Linked DNA regions of Anser cygnoides: region 2 is linked to region 1. Evidence: chromatin contacts called from public Hi-C data. All regions are on one chromosome and are shown on one strand. Each heading gives the region's core, a stretch centred on a gene start, on an enhancer-like site or on the middle of the called end of the contact. The rest is flanking DNA. Distances are from core to core; before and after follow the strand shown.

Region 1 (2,700 bases), core at 171-2,670:
AGAACTGAATAAAGCAAAAATTTGAGATTGGCTTACTGCAAGTAGTTTGTACAAGAAAACTACAGACACTTGCTGTACACTTTCTATACCAAGTATTTCCAATTTTTTGCGCTAAAGGATTTGAAAGAAATAAAAGCAAGGAAAAATATAGCGTATTCAGTAAAACACAAATTAAAATGCTGGAAGCATTCTGTATGGAAGTCATTTTTTTCGTAGCAAGCTTTATCAAGTAGCAATAATTTGAAAAGCCACCGGGGGGCACCAAGTGTTTTAGATTTTTACAGGCAGGACTGAGAAGTAGAGAAAGGAGGAACTAACAAGTTTCACTTGCTTAGCTTTCCTCCCCCCCAGCTTTGCTTAGCACAGTGACCCAAGGCCCTGCACCTTTGAACCGTAAGCTAATATCCTGAATTGCTTTTACAAAGATTGTTGCAACCAAACATAAATAAATCCAATAAAGTTAAACGTTATTAACCCTGGAAGTTCAAACTCTGTGAAGCGTCACACCTGCCTCTCTCGACTGGAAGAGCTGTAACCCCTCTCTGGGCATGGGTACGGCAAGGGATTTTTGTGTCCCTCTATCTCAGGTAAATAACCATTGCCCTTTTGCATTGAGAAAGCAAAAAAGGGGATCTAAGTAATGTGATTATTCAGGATTAGGGGAAATGTCTTACTCATGGGAGCAGTGCACTTGTGAGGTGTTAAGATGTGGTTCTTATTTAAAAAAATCTGTATTTAAGTATGTATATGTGTGCATATACAGAAAAATAGAAGCACATATACAGATATGGGCTGTTGCATTTAAATGTTTCAATTGAGAATGGAATAGTCGGGCAACTCCTTCCAGAACTAAAACAGTTTTTGATACAAGGGAGTTTCTCAGAAGCATCAGAGTGCAATAATGTGTATATGCAAGTACACATACTTGCACAGCCTTGATCACTTCATACTTTTCTTCTACAGATTTCACCTCTCTGCCTGCTTTAGCTCACATCTCACTAGAATGAATGAAGATGCTGCAAAAAGTGTCCTCTAAACAGCCACTCGGACGATGCCACTGCCCAGCTGCAGTGCTATCTCTGGGACTGCTGTTCTGTACAGTTCCAGTTTCTTGATCTCAGCTGTTAATTGTTAATAGAATTCATTTTTGTCGGTGAGAAAGGGAGAATGTGGTACACTGATTTCTTCTGGACCTCCACAGGATTTAACTGACTCAGAATGTTCCTGGGGATTACCTACGAAAGCATTAACCTCTAAATTTCTCAGATGACTTCTGAGCTCTTTGAGATGACTTAAAAGGACAAAGAAATAATACATGGCCAAGCAGTTTACAAATGTGCCATTTACAAATGGACTTTGGGGGTTTCACATTTATACTGACTGTTTGGAATCAGTCCAGAGGACTGTTGTTGCTTTTGCCCTCTTTGTACATCTCCTCCACAGCTTTGGGACTTACCTCCAAAATTTGTATTTTTCTCTCCCCACATCCTTCTGAGATGACCGCCCTCCCCTTTACCACTGCTCTAAAACCTATACTTTGCAATAGGTTAATATTACATGTTGTGTGGGAAGAAAGTGCATAACTGGAAGGTTTGGAAAACAAAAAAGTTACTATATCTAAATCAAAGTCACTCATTCTCATCTCCTAGGAATATTTTGGTTCCTAAATGCCTGTCTCAGTACAAGCAAATACCAAGCTGCGGTGGTTATCCGGTCATTTTGATGCAGACCTTAAAGGTTGCAACATAATAAACAACCTTTTTTTTTTTTTTTCTAAACGTTACTACTAAAAGAAAAAAAAAAAAAGAAAAAAAAAAGAACAAACTTTGAACTGAAAGAGGTAGAAATGTTTGTTTGTTTTGAAACAGGTTTGAAGCCCACTGAATTTAATCAGTACAGTTTAATGAGTAATCCGGGCAGGGGGTGAGGAGGAACTAACTTAATGGTTCCAGTTTGGTGGATCAGTCAGGCACTGGAACGGGTTGCCCAGGGAGGTGGTGGTGTCACCGCCCCTGGGAGTGTTTAAGGAAAGGTTGGACCTGGTGCTTGGGGACATGGTTTAGTGGGTGATAGTGGTGGTGGGGGGATGGTTGGACCAGATGATCTTGGAGGTCTTTTCCAACCTTTATGATTCTGTGACTCTGTAATTATACATTGAGTCAAATTCTGCACTTAATTACCCTTAATATTTTTCCAAAGTTGCAAACGTAAGGTCATAACTTTTTTTCCTCTGTGTACCAGGGAACACTTTAGTCTTTAATGAACTATTAAACACACGCACAATTCAAGGAGGCCTTGGAAATCTAGTTTTCCGAATTATCTTTGCAAATAAGGGAACATAAGAGGGTTCCAACTTTAGAGTCAGTATCTTTAGGAAAGGATTGATTTGCTTTGCCTTACCAAACTGTGTTGTCATAGAAAATACAAAACCAGCTACGGTAATGGGAAGACAAGCACTTTTTGGCTGGACAGCCAGGGAAATGTCTGGGAGACAGGGAATGAGAGAACTGTGAAGCATCTTGTTGAACGTGAATACTGAATTGTGGAAACCTGCCTGAGAAAGGCCGTGTCATCAACATGGGGCTTCCAATCCTCTGTTTTCCCAGTGAGGGATTTAGCCCTACTTAAAACCTTGGCATCATTCTGAAATAACTGTCGTCTCCAGAAATCTAACCTGAGAGAGCAAAGCTCTAGAAACTG
Region 2 (2,700 bases), core at 56-2,555, 350 kb after region 1:
GTCATTACCAAAACTGAATCTCTGGCTGCAAAAACAGCTCAGTATTAATAACAGATAAAAAGGTTAGCATTACTGGATTTTACAGAAATTGCTACGCTTTTGTGCTGTTTTTATTCATAAAATGAAAAAGACAAAAGTCAAGGATGTCCTTGAATGCTCAGTTGATTGGCGACAGAAAGCTAAATCAGTTGACACAAGAAAGCCACTACAAGGTGAAGGGGCAAGCTCATTTTTCCGTCTGTTTTTATTGAACACACCCTTTGTGAAATGTCATGGTCAAGGGCAGTTAAAAATTAATGTCATTCTAATCTTCTTTAAACACTTTAACTTGTTCAGCTAAATGTGTCAGACAGGAAACTATCCATAAACAAATTTGAGATGTTAAATTACTAAGATAGCTGTGATTTCCTTCTTTTGCAAAATCTCATTACTAGCTGGAATATTATTTCCACTCAAGGAAGTCACTCTACAGCAGCAAATGCTTTCACATGCATTGAAACATGTAGACTACACAAGTCTGCGGATGTTTGTTTTGGCAGAGAATTGAACTTCCTCTGTTTCTCTGAATACAATGTAATCCTCCTCATTTATGTCTTCATTTAGGGGAAAAAAATCAAAAACCTCAGTCACTTCAAATTCATATTTTAAACCACCACAAACTGATTTGCTATTAAGATTGATTTCTCTTCTAGAAATAGCCTGTGAAGTAAAACAAAAAAAGGAAAAAAAAAAAACAAACTCAAAATTTTCTTTTAATGTTTGTGCTTATCTTTTCAGTTAGAGCAATAAATTTGAATAGAACAATTGAGCATTAATTAGAGTTTAAAATACACAGTTGGACCGTAGCTTAATATTTCTTCTGGCAACTTTATGAATGAATTTGATAGGTGTCTGTCATACCTCCTTGAGCCACTAGTGCCTTTAGGAAAGGCCCTGGCATGAGGGTTTTACGTATAATATTTTCTTCCTCCGTATCACATTCAGGATTACAGGCTGGTTGACTAGTCGGTCTGTTGTTCTGTCCCTAAAAATCTGAGAAACGTCATAAGCCAGCTGAAGATCTGAAAAATTTAGTTTGCATCTTTGTCCAATTTTCTGCTAAAAGGATGGGCTGTAATCTAACATGTTAGGGCCAGAAAGTGGATTGCAATCACACAAACATTCTACCAGAAGCAAGGAAAACCATACCCTTTCTGCTGCCACTAAACTACATACCTCTCTGGAGCTTAGGTTTTCCTTTACACTTAGAATTTTCTCCTTCAGAGAAATTCGATGGGAATTTCTAGTGCTTAGAACAGCACCAAATCCTAAGCAACATCCTTACAATTATTCTCAATTTAGAAAAGAGCACACCGGATTTATCTGCAGTATTCGCCTTCCTTGGACAAGCCCCCTCTGTCTGCAAACACACAAAATGGCTGGGAAACATGTTTTGGGCAGTAAGTCAAGTGATAGTTTCATGTCATCATTTCCTGCTCCTCCCTGCAAATTTCCACTCAGTCTAGCTCCTTCCAGGGCTTACAAAGGGCAGCCAGAAAGCCCTACTTCCATGATCTTGAGAAACCAACGAGAAGGTGGAATAGCAAAATGGTATCACGGTGTAGGTTAGACGTGTTACTATGGACTGTAGCATAACACAGCTCTACGCCAAGCCACTCCTCACAAGTATAAGATTTTTATCACCCAAAACGATGAATGGGCTCTGCCACAAACCTTGGTTTGAGAAACCCACCATGGCATTCTGCTTCCTATCCTTGCCTGGAAGTGGCAGCAACACGCAGCTCAGCAGGGCTCGGGGACAGTCTGCTGAACCCTGATGTCCTGGTTAAGGTGGGCACACAGCAAACAGAACAACATACCCGTACCTTTGGTTGACCTACACTGTTCGTTCTTCAAAGAGATGAAAAACTGAAGTGTCATGCAGTCAAATGAACTGGATTTGCATTCCCCTCTCTCTGTTTTTATTACTTTCATGGCTTGACTGTGAATTAACTCAAACAAAAAAAAAGCTTTAGAAAGCAGTGAACAGTTTTTACTAGATTATATCTATTTGTGATGTTTCTCCTTGTTTTCTTATTTGGCTAAAAAATGACCAGAATGCAATTAAACCTGATTTACACAGCATACATTTACTTAGTTAACTTTTCTAGTATATAAATATTTACCTTTCTAATTTAAGATATAAGAAAGGTAGAGTTACAAGTGAAATCTGAAGAGTGATACAAACCCAGTTTCTAAATTAAGCAAGGGTCATTTTTCACTGCTTACTGAATGCCAGTTCTTTAGAAACCTTGCAGCTTAAAATTATCTGTCTATTTAACTTCCCCTAAATACCTTAACCGACAAAGTCTAATAATTACTCAACACATACTTTCTCTTTAATGAGAGTTAAAGCTTACGATGACATCAGCCTGTCCTATTTGTCTGTGACTTGCAAGCCAGATGAAGTTTACTTACTAAATGTTGCAACCCTGCCAAAATTCAGGGCTGCATAGAACAGTATGTTCGGGCCCTGATGTCTTGCCAGATTTCAATGAAGTGCTTGACAGAGACCACATGTGGAGGTCAAGTGATACTATCATGATCTCACCAGATGGTAAATTGTGGTATTATTCCCAAGGCAGGTAGCATAATCTGTTCAGAAACAGTTGGCAGGTGATCCATGAACTCACAGCCAGAAGCAACTGGATTATTGCAAAA

What was found. A called contact is a pair of places that touch in the nucleus more often than the background predicts.
Region 2: a Hi-C map of liver shows a contact between it and region 1, with 2.6 times the contacts expected there. The contact joins two enhancer-like sites. A contact is called at or near these places in 2 of 7 Hi-C or Micro-C datasets (both in liver).

What each region holds. Positions count from the first base shown.
Region 1 is chr2:89,889,446-89,892,145 of Taihu_goose_T2T_genome, forward strand. All of the region lies in intron 12 of DDC (dopa decarboxylase), which reads right to left. Among named protein-coding and RNA genes, the nearest start is that of FIGNL1, 12 kb to the left of the region's middle. Within about 2 kb of position 1,421, at least 3 of the 3 cell types and tissues checked have open chromatin away from gene starts, as enhancers often do. A contact at or near this core is called in liver, where this site is marked.
Region 2 is chr2:90,240,811-90,243,510 of Taihu_goose_T2T_genome, forward strand. The region is part of intron 9 of COBL (cordon-bleu WH2 repeat protein); the gene reads right to left. Among named protein-coding and RNA genes, the nearest start is that of COBL, 94 kb to the right of the region's middle. Within about 2 kb of position 1,306, at least 2 of the 3 cell types and tissues checked have open chromatin away from gene starts, as enhancers often do. A contact at or near this core is called in liver, where this site is marked.